Regions from separate parts of the Gossypium hirsutum genome. Here all the other regions are linked to region 1. The links are chromatin contacts, called in public Hi-C maps. All regions are on one chromosome and are shown on one strand. The core of a region is the stretch at or near the end of the contact, and the rest is flanking DNA. Distances in the headings are between cores, read along the strand shown.

What was found. Hi-C and Micro-C count contacts between places; a contact is called where the count stands out from the background.
Region 2: a Hi-C map of hypocotyl shows a contact between it and region 1, with 1.8 times the contacts expected there. The contact joins the promoter of LOC107901957 here to the promoter of LOC107900589 in region 1. A contact is called at or near these places in 2 of 34 Hi-C or Micro-C datasets (hypocotyl and leaf).
Region 3: a Hi-C map of leaf shows a contact between it and region 1, with 2.9 times the contacts expected there. The contact joins the enhancer-like site here to the promoter of LOC107900589 in region 1. A contact is called at or near these places in 4 of 34 Hi-C or Micro-C datasets (all in leaf).

Annotation. Positions count from the first base shown.
Region 1 is chrD06:56,859,308-56,863,716 of Gossypium_hirsutum_v2.1, forward strand. It overlaps LOC107900589 (L-ascorbate oxidase homolog), which reads left to right and starts at 2,266. Exons shown (of 9, transcript XM_016826245.2): 1 at 2,266-2,656; 2 at 2,762-2,871; 3 at 4,159-4,409. The coding sequence starts at 2,519.
Region 2 is chrD06:56,653,500-56,657,908 of Gossypium_hirsutum_v2.1, forward strand. It overlaps LOC107901957 (ankyrin repeat domain-containing protein 13C), which reads right to left and starts at 1,950. Exons shown (of 2, transcript XM_041095927.1): 1 at 1-1,950. The coding sequence starts at 982.
Region 3 is chrD06:56,682,250-56,686,658 of Gossypium_hirsutum_v2.1, forward strand. No RefSeq gene overlaps it. Among protein-coding and RNA genes, the nearest start is that of LOC107901959, 25 kb to the left of the region's middle. Within about 2 kb of position 1,977, at least 5 of the 9 cell types and tissues checked have an H3K27ac peak or open chromatin away from gene starts, as enhancers often do. A contact at or near this core is called in leaf, where this site is marked.

The DNA.
Region 1 (4,409 bases), core at 1,016-3,515:
AGAGTTAATACAAATTTTGAGCTTACCGTTTATATACTGGCATTTTCATCGGTTAAATGATATATCCTCAACCTACCAGTGTGTTATTTTTTAATGAAAAAGAGGTATTTAGATGTCTCGATAGTTTATTAGTAGAATTTGGAAAATCAATTTGCACCTAAAAGTTTAATATTTTTTAGATGCTAGTTACTTATATGCTTTTTTTTCATTTATTTATTTGCTTTTTAGCCATATGTATGACTTGTTCCGCTTTCTTTCACTTGTTTTCGATGAAGTCTTCTCATTTTTTTTAATTCTTATTGTTACAGGATATTTCAGTTATTTTAATTTTTTTATAATTTTATAAAATTAAATTTCAGGATTGCAAAAAATGAAAAAGTAAAACAATTGATATTTTTTTAAAGAGAAAAAGTAATGATACTTGTAATGCTAGTCAACCAAACAGTGAATCGAACCGAATCGAAATTTATATAGCTTTTTGTTAAAATAAGCATAAAATATGTCAAAATAAATAAATTTATAATGTTTATTTAACCGAATTAACCGAACTAGTAATAGCCTAATACATATAATACATAATATTATTTATTAAGTTCAGTTAATTCGGTTAATTATTCGATTTTAAACTGAATTAACGGTTAATTAAAATTTTTAAAAAATTTTAACTGAACGATTAACTGAATTAGATCAATTCGGTCTATAAATTACTATTTTCACCCCAACCATTGAATTTTAGCTAGGTCTCCGTGATTAGGATACAGGGTCCGCCACTGATTTTAAAGCATATATTATAAGCTCAGCAAATTAAGCAAGATTATAACATAGAATATAAACCTCATTAAGATTAAATAAAATAAAAAGTTGGAGAAAGACGATACTCTGTTTTTGAAAACTAAAACAGAGCAACTTTTGCGCATTATTTATAGCAAACTTGACACCATCTTGAGCATCCAGATTTTAACATGCGTTGCAAATAAATCAAAAAAACTATTTTAAACTAACTATAGAAAAATCACTAATTCTAATCCAAAGTTAAAAAAAATACTAGGTGAGGCAGTAATCAATTTAAACAATTAAGTAATTAAATTTACTCTTTTTTTAGAAACTATTGTATGAACTGCGAAGAATGACAAATAGTGATAACTTAGAGTCAGAGTCTGATATTTTTTTTCACATGCTTTTCCAGTCTTTTAAATAAATTTTTATTTCATGAATTACGAGAGGAAAATAAATTCTTAACAAAATGCGATTTGGACCCAATCACACCGAACACCCTAATCTTCTGTACAAATATATAACCACTCCTCGTCTGCTTCTGCATGACCGCGCATCTTTTGAAGCCATCTCTCACCATCTCCATTACCACTTTGGACTTTCGATGGGGAGCCGGGTTTATTTTCTGTAAGACGCATTCATTAACTTTTTTCTACTTCCTTTAAGCCTTAATATCCATTTCTCTCCTCATATAGATGTTAAGTGCATGGACATTATCTCCGTTTTCAATAAAGGACAGTATAATCCCGGAGCTTTTACATATTGTTTGGTTTCCCCAATCCCTGTAGGTGCACCAAAGCTATGGGGTGATCTAATTCAACTGCAGTGGCCTCGCCTCATTGTTGGATCTTATGCTTTGCCATTTGTTGATTAAAGAATACCACCCATCAACATTCTGCAACTGCAATAATAGTGAACCACTCTCAAAGCAGCCAACCTGGCCGTTGGATGGAACCCCGTGATATAGTTCTATTTCTTCCTAGGTTGTCACCATGTGAAAGGTATTGGATGTTTCAACCATTTTTCTCGCCGTATTGTTCGCCGATATATTTTATTCATCACAGAGTATTGCACGAAGTAATCTAAACATGAAAGTTCTTTAATCTAATAATGGTTCTTTCTTTGACCATTTTCTCCAGTCTGTTAATGGTGCCATTGCAATGGAAAATGGAAGACGGCATCAGTATCAAAACACAACAGTCTTGTTCGCTACCAAATTCGGACAATGGGCACATGAACTTAGGCAAGTCCAAGCTTTGCACGTGATTGGGGTTGATTCCTGTCTTGTTGCTTAGACTTGACAGCCTTTACTAACAATGTTCCATATATCACAAGCTCGTTTTATCAGTTCTGAAGGGGCTAATATCAAGCGGCTACTGACGGTCCCACCATATGAACTCGACCCATGTGATGCTAAATAGGGACATGATTAAGCTGGGACCACCGCTTCTCACTAGATTCAATTGCATTCAATTGGAACCCATTGACAGCTATTATGCAATGTGATCTTATAAAAAAAACGCTTTTTTTCACTTGCATACAAAACAGACCTCTGCTTTTGCCTCCATACTCATTCTAATAACCCCGAATAAACTGAGGGAAAGAAAGATTTAAAAAGGATACAACAATGGTGCCTTAAACTTTTTATAGATCTGTGTTTTATCTAACACTTTGCAAAAACAGGATTCCTGTTTTTTTCCTGTTTTTCTTTTGTATCCTAAAGTAAGTAAACGAAGTCAACAAAATGGGAGACAGCAAGCTTATCCTTTGTTGCTTCATTGCTTGCATTTTGTTCCTCGGCGTTAATGGAGAAAACCCTTATCGTTATATCACTTGGAAAGTCACCTACGGTGATATTTACCCTCTTGGAGTTAAGCAACAGGTACTTTCTTTCTTCTTTTCTGGGCTTCTTTTTTTGGTTTCTAAAAGCTACTAGTTTAGCAAGTGTTTGAGTAATGGATTGGAATGTGGAAAAACTGTATTGCAGGGGATCTTAATAAATGGGCAGTTTCCAGGGCCTCATATCGATGCAGTTACTAATGACAACTTGATTATCAGTGTTTATAACTACTTAAATGAACCATTCCTTATCTCTTGGTAATCATGCTAACATTCCTTTATTTATGCTTACTTTTTGTTCATCATTTACTTAATGTTGGTTCGGAAGACAAGGTTAAAGTAGAAAAGAACAAAGGAAAGTACATATAAAATCTTGAAAGCTTAGCATTAGCTCAAAATGCAGCTTTCATTTTAAGATAATGTGTGCTCTTTTGGTTTCATCATTGTATATAGTTAGATAACTACAGCTTAGTGGGAAAGTTTTTGAGTTTCTTAGATCTGAAGGTAAATGCTTGAACAGTAGACAATTTTTCCATCGGTAGACATTTGCATTTATGACTACTATTTTTAGTAAGATCTCAACTAATGCTAAATTTGATAACAAGGAAAACCTTATAAGCTACTTCTCAATTTGGTACGTGAGTATATCCCTAGTTTTTATCCTTGATCCTTTATACTTCTCAATTTGTTGGTTCTTATTTCATAGACTATCTTGCAGGGGCAGAATCAGAACAAAATTTTAGGGTTCGAAATTAAATTGTCATTTTTACGATAGTAAAAATGCAATTTAACCATTTTAATAGCCTATATCTTTATAACTTTTAAATGATTAAATCAAATTTTTTATTTTTAAGAGGGGCAAAGTGCAATTTTATGTTTACTAATTTAAAATTTTAAAAATTGTAAAGGCTCTAAATGAAAAATTTTCCATTTTAGGGACCGGCCTCTTAGTTACGCCCCTACTATCTTGGAAAGACCCTAACAATATGGTTCATTTTCATGGTTAAATGATTATTAAATCCAAGTTTTATAACGAATAACTCTTTCATGGACTCAATGGGTTAATAGTTTTATGATAATTCAGTTAGTGCATCTGCTGCATCTAACATCTGTGGAGATTCATGTTTAAAATATTAAAAGATGAATAAAAATAATTAACAATGTCTGCCTAGTTACGGCAGAGCTGGTTGCAGTAAATTATTTAAATGCATGTGCTTGCCTATAGAATAATAAAAGATGTGTCCTTAATTATGTTTACCAGGACGGTATCAGACCTCGGGTTTAGGCCTAGTTTTAATTAAAGCTGTGAATTATACAAATTACTTTAATAAAGCTTGGGAACTTTGCATATTATTGATCATTCAAAAGGTTTATTTTGTACTTTCCATAGTTTATGTTGTACTTATTAGTGACTGATCCAATTATCCATTATCTACCTGTTTGGTATGCATGTACTTAAATGTTTATGAAATAAATTGAAACGGCTTTTGGATGTCGCAATTGATGTGAAATTTGACAGTCATCTCCTGTTTTTTGGGTCTGCAGGAACGGTGTGCAGCAAAGGAGGAACTCATGGCAGGATGGAGTTTCTGGCACAAACTGTCCAATTCGACCAGGGAAAAACTTCACTTACGTTCTCCAAGTGAAAGATCAGATTGGTAGCTTTTACTACTTCCCATCACTTTTATTCCATAAGGCTGCCGGCGGGTACGGTGCTATCAGAATCTGGAGCCGCCCCAAGATCCCTGTACCTTTCCCTAGTCCTGCTGGGGATTTCACTGTACTGGCTGGGGACT
Region 2 (4,409 bases), core at 700-3,199, 210 kb before region 1:
CGGCGACATCGTTTTCGGAATCCGCAACTTTTCGTGACCTAAAGCTGAATATCACGTTATGTACTTCGTAAACTCTGGCTTTCCATTCACCGACGCTCTCTGTTTTCTCTTGGCGCCTCCAGTTAGTTCTTCCGACGAGTTCCGCTCTGGTTACGTCCATTCCAGGTCGGTACACACTCGTTTGGGAACAAAAACCCGCAATGTCGGATTCGCTCATCAGAGCTCCGGCATTTTCGAATGCGTCGAAGATTTTGCGATCTTCGCGGTTGAGGACTAGCAATGAGCCGCAAGGGATGTTGTGGAGGTGATCGCCATCGCCGAGGAAGAGGAAGCTTTGATCGGCGCGTTGGATTTTCAAGCCGTCGAAGCCTGCTAATGAAGTATCAGCTCGGAGATTACCGTCGCGTTTCCAGATCTTGTAGGTATCGGAAGGAGCGATTTTTCCGACGAACGGAATTACGGAGCTTTCGAAGTGAAAGGAGATTTCCATGTAGAAGTCACGCATTCGGCGGAGGACGGCAATTACGCGAGGTAAACGGCGGCGCCACTTGCACCAGGCGGAGCGGTGGTGGAGTTTCAAAAGAACCAACGCAATGTCGGAGCTTCGGCGACAGAGTGCTTCTTGGAGAGGATTCCATCCCGCAGCGTTCTGGAGCGACACGTCAGCACCAGCAATACCGAGAGTTCTAGCAGCAACGACGTCGTTAAGGCGGACCGCGAGGTGGAGAGGAGTTTCACGGAAAGGGACATCTCGGCGGTCGAGAACGGCGGAAATTTGGTCAGCTACACGCTCTTGACTGAGTGAGTCGCACTCGGTGTGGATCTGAGCAGGATCAGCCAGCTTTGGCAGCGTGGAAACCAGTCGATTCAAAGTAGTATGATCACGCAAAACGACAGCGTAGTGAACAGGGCTATGCTTGTAATCCTCCGGTTTGATAGCTGGAAACGGCGCCGTCGCCGACGCAGAAGACGATCTCGACATTATTATTATTATTAGTTTTTGGTTTCTAATTTCCTTTCACAAAATTTTACCTAATCCTTTCTCAGTTCTTTGGGTTGTGAAAATGAAAGACAGAACGAAGAAAATGGGAAGGTTGAAGGCAATGGGGAAAGGGAGAGGGTAAGATGGTCATTTGATAAAAATGAGTTTTATTGGGTAGCGTGTAAAGAGAAAGAGAAGGACGAGATACACGCAATCTGGCGCGGCTTTTGTTGATGCTTCAGACAGGTACAGTCCTAAGACCGAACATCCCTTCCTTGCTTTACCTGACGCTTCTTTGTTTTGTCTTTTCCGCTTTTCTTTTTTTTTTTATATATTTATTTAAATTTAAATTTAAATTGAAATGAAATCTCGGGGTTAAAATGGTAATCGGTAGGTCCCATATTGATGATTTCCATGATATATTTGCTCTTTTTAGTTGCAAGATTTCCTTTCAATGGTTTGGGTATACAATGACTGAGATCAGGGCCATAGGATTTGTATAGCCTTTTTCCTTTCAAGTCTTTTGATGTAAAAATTCAACAAACATCTTTTAATCTCGCTTGGAATTTTGAATGCTTACAAAGAAGTTTGAAACAACATTCCTTGAGCTCAATCATTTGGACAATAATGGTTCTATAGTAAGCACCAAATGTACGCATTTTGAGGGATGTTCCAAAACCAGGGACGGGGATTTGTTGGTGTTAAAAATAATGATTAAGGAGTAATTAGTAATTAGCACTGAGATGGGGAAAAGGAATAAGAAAAGTGAAGAGAGAGGGCTTTTGTCGTGACCAAATGCAAGGAAGAACAGGGACATATGTCTCCGGCAGCAAGGACCAAGCGCTAACGGATTTCACTGCCTACGATGCAACTAAACACCCTTCCTTACATTCCCAAACACAATTTATGATTTTCGTCGTTGTTCACCTTTTTCTTTTCCTCTCTTTGGAATTTTATTCTCTCATTATTTCTTACCTTAATTGCATCAAACCTTCTCAATTGATATTTTAGTTTTTTAATTATAAAATATTCTGTTTATTTCTTAGAATGTTACAATACTACCCCTGGCCATCTAATCCCCCCTACATGTTTGTTATAATTTATCTTTGATGCCTGAACAAAATTAAAACTAGCTAATAAGTACAAATCAACAAAGTTCAAGGGCTAAATTATATATTATCCCTTTAATTATTTAGTTTTTTTTATTAAATTCCATCTCAAATTTGAAACTAATAAATACACACCTGTTTTGAATATAGTCTACATCAAATTTAAACTGGCTAAAAAAAACTTAATTGAAATATTTTAAAATTTAAAGAATAATTTAGAATGTTTGTCCCATTTTCAAAATAAAAATAAAATATTATATAATACTTTGCTACAATTGGAGCCTATGCTTTTACCTCGCACCCTATTTCAAGTTTTTAACCCTTTAGTTGGAAGGTTCCGAGAATAAACACATGGACGGTTAACATCTATCCTATCTAGTCTATACTAGCTTTAACTAAGTTGTTAGCTGGAGACGAATTTAGTTAGGCAGCCTTTGGAAATTAAAATTTGGATTTTAAAATTTTATGGGTTTTCAAATTCTTTGGGAATTCACATTTAATATTTTGAATTATTTAAATGATTCAAATTTAAATTTAGATTTCAACTAATTGTAAATTTTAAAAATATATTTTTTTAAATAATTATTTAGGAGGACTTGAATATTGTTGTTTGAACTGGATCGAACTGGCCAATCAAATTAGAAATCGGTCGAGGTATCTGTTCGAAGAAAGACATTATACCAATTGACCCCAAGAACCAATTAAACCATTTTTTTATTTTTTATTTTTGTTAAAAATCTATTTTTGAATTTTTTTTATAAACTTTATATAGACATGGATATTATAATGTAAACAATAACAATAATATTATCTTTCAAATTTTAAAAGAATCTAAAGCATGAACTCTTTTAAATAATATGAAGAAATCTTTATACTATTTGAGACCAAAATTGCAAATCATTGTGATCTAACTATTGTACAAATATATACTATATTGATATCATACATGTAAACAACTAGGCTCAATTAGATTTAATTTCTATGAACCCTATAGGAAAAAATTGGACCAGCCTGTTAAACTAATTGGATCAAAAATTAATTGGGAGTATCAATTCGAAATAAAGGGTCAAATCAATTGACTCATGAATTAGTCAAATCAATCAAACTGGTGGTCGAATTGGTTACCGATGATCTGACTGGTTTACCTACCATTTCGATTCTAAAAATCTTGAGCTTCATTGACAATATAGTATAAGCAAAAATAATTATTTATTGTTTGAGTTTTAAAAGAATTGTGCAAAGAAGAAAGAACAAAAAGTTCTCATGTTTTTTTTAATTAATATTGGATTTTGAAAATTTCAAGTTTTAAAATAAATTTTAAATCTAATTATTATTATTAATTATTTTTTTAATTTAACAAATTTTATTGTAAGTTTATTTATTTTTAATAATTTTATATTTTTAAAAATTAAAGGGTTTAAGATCATTTGGGTGTGAGTTTAAACCTAAATATTATTTTTATATATTTTTATAGTAATTTGTTTATGTCAAATGTGTTATAGGTGTATTTATATGTTTAATTATTTTAAAGGAAAAGTATATTGCTATGGTTTGAAAAATACCAGCTCCCTCTAAGGTTTGATAAAAAAAAATCCACTAACCCCCTAAGACTTATTTATTAAATGAATTTTAAATAAAAATGACTACTTTACCCTTTATTGATTACTTATTATTTTGTTATTTTGTTATCTTTAATATCTATATTCAATATTTTCAATTAAAATACTAACAATATAATTAATTATTATTAAAATAAATTAGAAATTGCATTATATTCGAACATAATTATATGTTAAATATAATGTATTTTTCAATTAATATGTGTAAATTTTTTTTCTCGAAGCTACACAATCAAATTAGTAACCAAGATATATTCAGGCCTATACCAGAATATATCTATACGTGTGGGACATAAATTAGAATAAATATAAACTAAAAACTCACACATAATTTACATTGCCATTAAGCTAAGGTATTATTAGTTGTATGTTTATCTTTAAAAAAAATTGTTATCAATGATAATTATATTTTTGTTTTAATTTTTGTTTCATTTTTAATGAATTTTATGAATGGATGTTAATTATTTAAATTTTAATCTAATTATAATATTAATTTTGAGATGAATTCTTCCTTTATTTCTTTTATATTTTAATTAATTTCTTTTTTATTAGAATATTCTAAACAATGACAATTAATAATTTTACATAAAAATAACTTAATGAGTTAATTTCAAGGTTAATATATATTTGAATTAAATATAAATTTAAAATATTTAATTTTAATAGAACTCAAATATAATTATTTAAGAAAAAATCAAA
Region 3 (4,409 bases), core at 727-3,226, 180 kb before region 1:
CATCGCTCCGACGTGGCGCGATTTTGGGGGAAATGGCCCAGTCCGGTAAATAATTAAAAAAACCGGCCTATTTCGGTAATTTTATAAAAAAATTGGCTTTTTTTGGTAAATCCCTCTTTAACTTTTGCATTTATTAACGTAGTTTATGGAAATATGTTAAAATTTTTACACAATTGATTTAATTAAGGTCATCTTGTTGTTGTATACTAGGAGATAGTCAATCGACGTTTCTCTAGCACTCAAAGGAGCGACCGAATCTGTCTTAAGAAGACTGTCTAAATAGGCCTCAACTACCACTTCAATTTAATTTTGTTTTCTATTTTTCAATTTAACCGAGTGCTCCTGATAATCCACCTCGTGGTAGTCACATTGCATTTCCATTTCATTTTTTAAATCAAGATGAAAATTTTAAATTTTTGTCTTCTTGATATTCTAAAATAAATTATACATTAATTTTGATTTAATGTGTACTTGTATACATGAACTTTAATTTAAAACGTGAAACTCTAATTGTGGTTCAAATGTATACTTGAAACTTTAATTTTGATTTAATCGCACACATTTAAAGAAAAAATACATCAAATTATTTTTATATTAGATATATAATTATTTATGTATGCAATATATAAATATAAAATGATGTTATATCAATTTACAAAAATTGGATCAAATCAAAATTTTATATATAAAATTACACAAAATCAAAATTCATGTGTGCAATTACACATTAAACCATAATTCGTATATAATTTTAGAATTTATCCCCCAAATAATAATAACCAAACATATCAAACAATAATTATATACTACATATACATATATATGCATGTCTTATTAAAGAAATTGAAATCAAATTGTAAAAAGAGTTTATGGCTGCTTCGTAGGGAAAATAAAGTTTGACTTTTATTATTTTTAATTACTTCAAAAATTTATAAAGTAAATTTTTATTAATTAATAATATATATTTAAAATAATTTTATGATATTATTACTTTGATAGAACTTTTAAAAATATTTTAAAAATTAATTAATTTCACATTAATATATTATCATGTTAGTTAATAGTTAATTAATACTACTTTTGTTAGATCACATTATAATTAATAATATATTGATAAATTTTTTTCTAATGATAATTTAAAAATATAATGAAAAATAAAATGTATTATCATCCGTTAAAATATAAAAACTAATTAAATTATTAAAAATACTTTGGATGGAAATTAAATTTAAAAAATACAAATATCATTGATTAAATTTTATCAATATTAATAATCTCAAAGATTGAATGATGGTAAATGACTTTCCGTTGAAGGCGGCATGGAGGCTAAAAGTACCACAAAGGGTGAGATCTTTCCTATGGCTAGTATTGTATGACGGACTCCTCACAAATGCAGAAAGAGTGCGGAGATATATGGCAGAGGAGGCAAGTTTGCAACGGTTGTGGATGTAGGGTGGAAGACATGGATTATGTGTTGAGGCTTTGTTTTAGGGCTGTTACAACTTGGTCGATTGTTACTCAACCTTCGAAACTTACTGAATTCATGTCTTTGAGCTTCAAAGATTGGATACTCATTAACATATCTAGACCGGATTTTTGGGATGCTCATTAACATAATTGGGATGTGATTTTTGGGATTATTTGTTGGGGCCTATGGAGTTGGCGAAACAAAAGGGCTTTTTATCCTAACTTTGAAGAGAAAGAAGGATTTCTGCGGTGGTGTTTGCGACTTGCGGATAAGGTTGGTACTGCTGGATGTTTATTTCGAAAGGGTTTGGATAGCATAAGCAGGGGAGAAGTGGGGATACGATGGGAGGTGCCGGAAGGAGAGTGGATAAAGGTAAATACTGATGCAGCAGTGGGAGTTGGCTCGTTTGTTGCTGCAGTAGGGGGAGTGGCCAGGGACAATGGGGGACATTGGCTATGGGGTTTTTCCGTAAAATAGGAATTTGCCGGGTGTTAGAAGGTGAGTTGTGGGGGGCTTTTGAGGGAGTTAAGCTAGCGTGAGAGAAGGGAGTTAAAGAAGATTGTCTTAGAGATGTACTGTATAAAGACAGTTAACCTAATGAGCGGTCATACCCGAGACCAAAATTTGTCAAGGGAGAGAGTAAATGATTTATTTGAACGGATAGAGAAATTTCGAGTGGTACATGTATCAAAACAAAAGAACAGAATAGCAGAAGGTATAGCCAACCTTGCCATGAGAATGAATATTGAATGGAAAGTCTTTGACAAACTTTGTTGAGTGGTGTACGATAAAACAAATAATTTGTTTACTGTGATGTTTTCTTTTTAAATAAAAAATTATATTAATAATCTCCTTATAATTTGCCATAATAAAAATAATTATTAGGTGATAGACATAATATTTCAAAATATTATGCCAAAAAAATTCATAATTTTTATAAGTATTATTAAAGATGATATAATAATAAAAGTATGAAGCACCAAATAATAATGAAATATGAGTTTTTTACTGTAATGGAAACAAAAACACAGGAATAAAAAAACATTCGTAATAAATACTATTAAATAAAAGTATCAAACACTTTAACCCAGCATATAAAATAATAATGAAAATTGGATTTTTCTTGGATTGAAAAATGAAATATTAAATAATACCAAAATTAAAATTTTGAATACTTATTTAGTTACTAATTGAATAAAAATACTTTATTAATGAATCTAGTGTTAAATATTAATTCCAATTAATTATAATAATAATAATAATTAAGTGATGATAAATCTAAAATGATAATAATTGGAACCTAATATGAATTTAAAAGTCTAATTAAGTGAACTGTAACCTTAGTAATAAAAAATATTAATAAAATAAATATAAAAAAAATTTTGGTTTAATTCAAAAGTTTAATTTTGCCATCATTTATTATACATTTTGAAAATTTTAAAATTTAATCTTTTTACTTGTTTGAATTTAAAAATTAAAATTAAATTAGTATAATTCTTAGTAGATTTATGTTAAATTTGAATATGGGGCATTCTACTTTTTGAAATTGAAACTATTTCAAAAGTTCAAGGAATAAAAAATTAAGAGATAATTAGGCCTATGTTTCTTCTTCTTCTTTTTACAGTTTTTTAAAACTTTTTTTTGTCTTGAATATTTGAGTTGGGACTAGTTCACTATTGAGGTTAAAAAATGTTATTGAAAATTTATGTGAAAAATAATTTGTAAAAAGTGCATTAGAAAATTTGATAGTGTTTATCATTGCTAACAAAAATGTGTTTTTGAAAATATAAAATGACAATTTTAAATATGATGTTGTAAAATGAAAGATTTAATGAGAGATAAAAATGTAACTTCATGGAGAAATAATTTTTCAAAAACTAAAAATTTTGACTTTTTTTTAGTTCGGATTAAAATTTTAATTTAAAATCAAGGTTTGATTTGAAAAGCTGTTTGTTTACCAAAATTTTTTTTATTTAAACTCAAGTTAAAAAGTGCTTTAATAATAAATAAAGTGTACATCATTTAAAAAATTCCAATTTTGTCACATAAATTAATTTTGATTTATCATATTATTTGGAATTAAATTTTAACTATTTTGTAGAATATGGAAGAATATATATCATTAGAATTTAGGGAAACAGGCCTAGACTAGGCCCAACAATATCAAAATTCTCAAAACTGGAAATGGAAAAAATCCCTCTTCAATACATGCACGTGGGTCTGGCCAGCCCCAATCGCAATCCCATTTCAAAATGATTTCTTATGAACTTAGCCACTAAATTTTGGGTTTATTTAACAAAAACAGGTTACATTTTAGTTAAATATTCAAAAGTTTTCATTTAAGTTATTGGCTTTTAAAATTGATGCTATATGACTTTCTCTATTCATATTACTTGCACCAATCGAAAGCTCTCTTCCCTCTTCTCTTCTATAGTTCACTTTTTTTTTATGAAACAGCTTTAGATGTCACAAATTTACGAACCAAGATTTAAACAACTTTTTTTCCAACTCCGTCATTAATCGTCAGATCAACTTGGATCTAAGGTATGTTCTTCTACTTGTCGATGGGTATTAATCCATTATATCGATCGTCGAATCGTCACTTGGAGCTTGCTGACAGAACTTTAAAAAATAAAAACTTAACGGTTTAGTGGCTTAAACTAAAACTTTGAATAGTTAAGTGACCCAATTATAACTTTTTTTAGTTAAGAGACCAAAATAAAAATTTACCCATAATTTAGTGATGAACGGTGTAATTTACCCTTTCTTATTTCCACTCAAAATTGAATAATGTTATAAATAATATTTATATTTATTTAATTTGAATTGAATTAGATTGGACTTACCAAAGTAACAAAAATATCTTATTCAAAACTTGGTAGAATGGACATTCTATTTATTGTTAGGTATAATCTAGGTAAAAGTATTTTAAAGGTCTTTG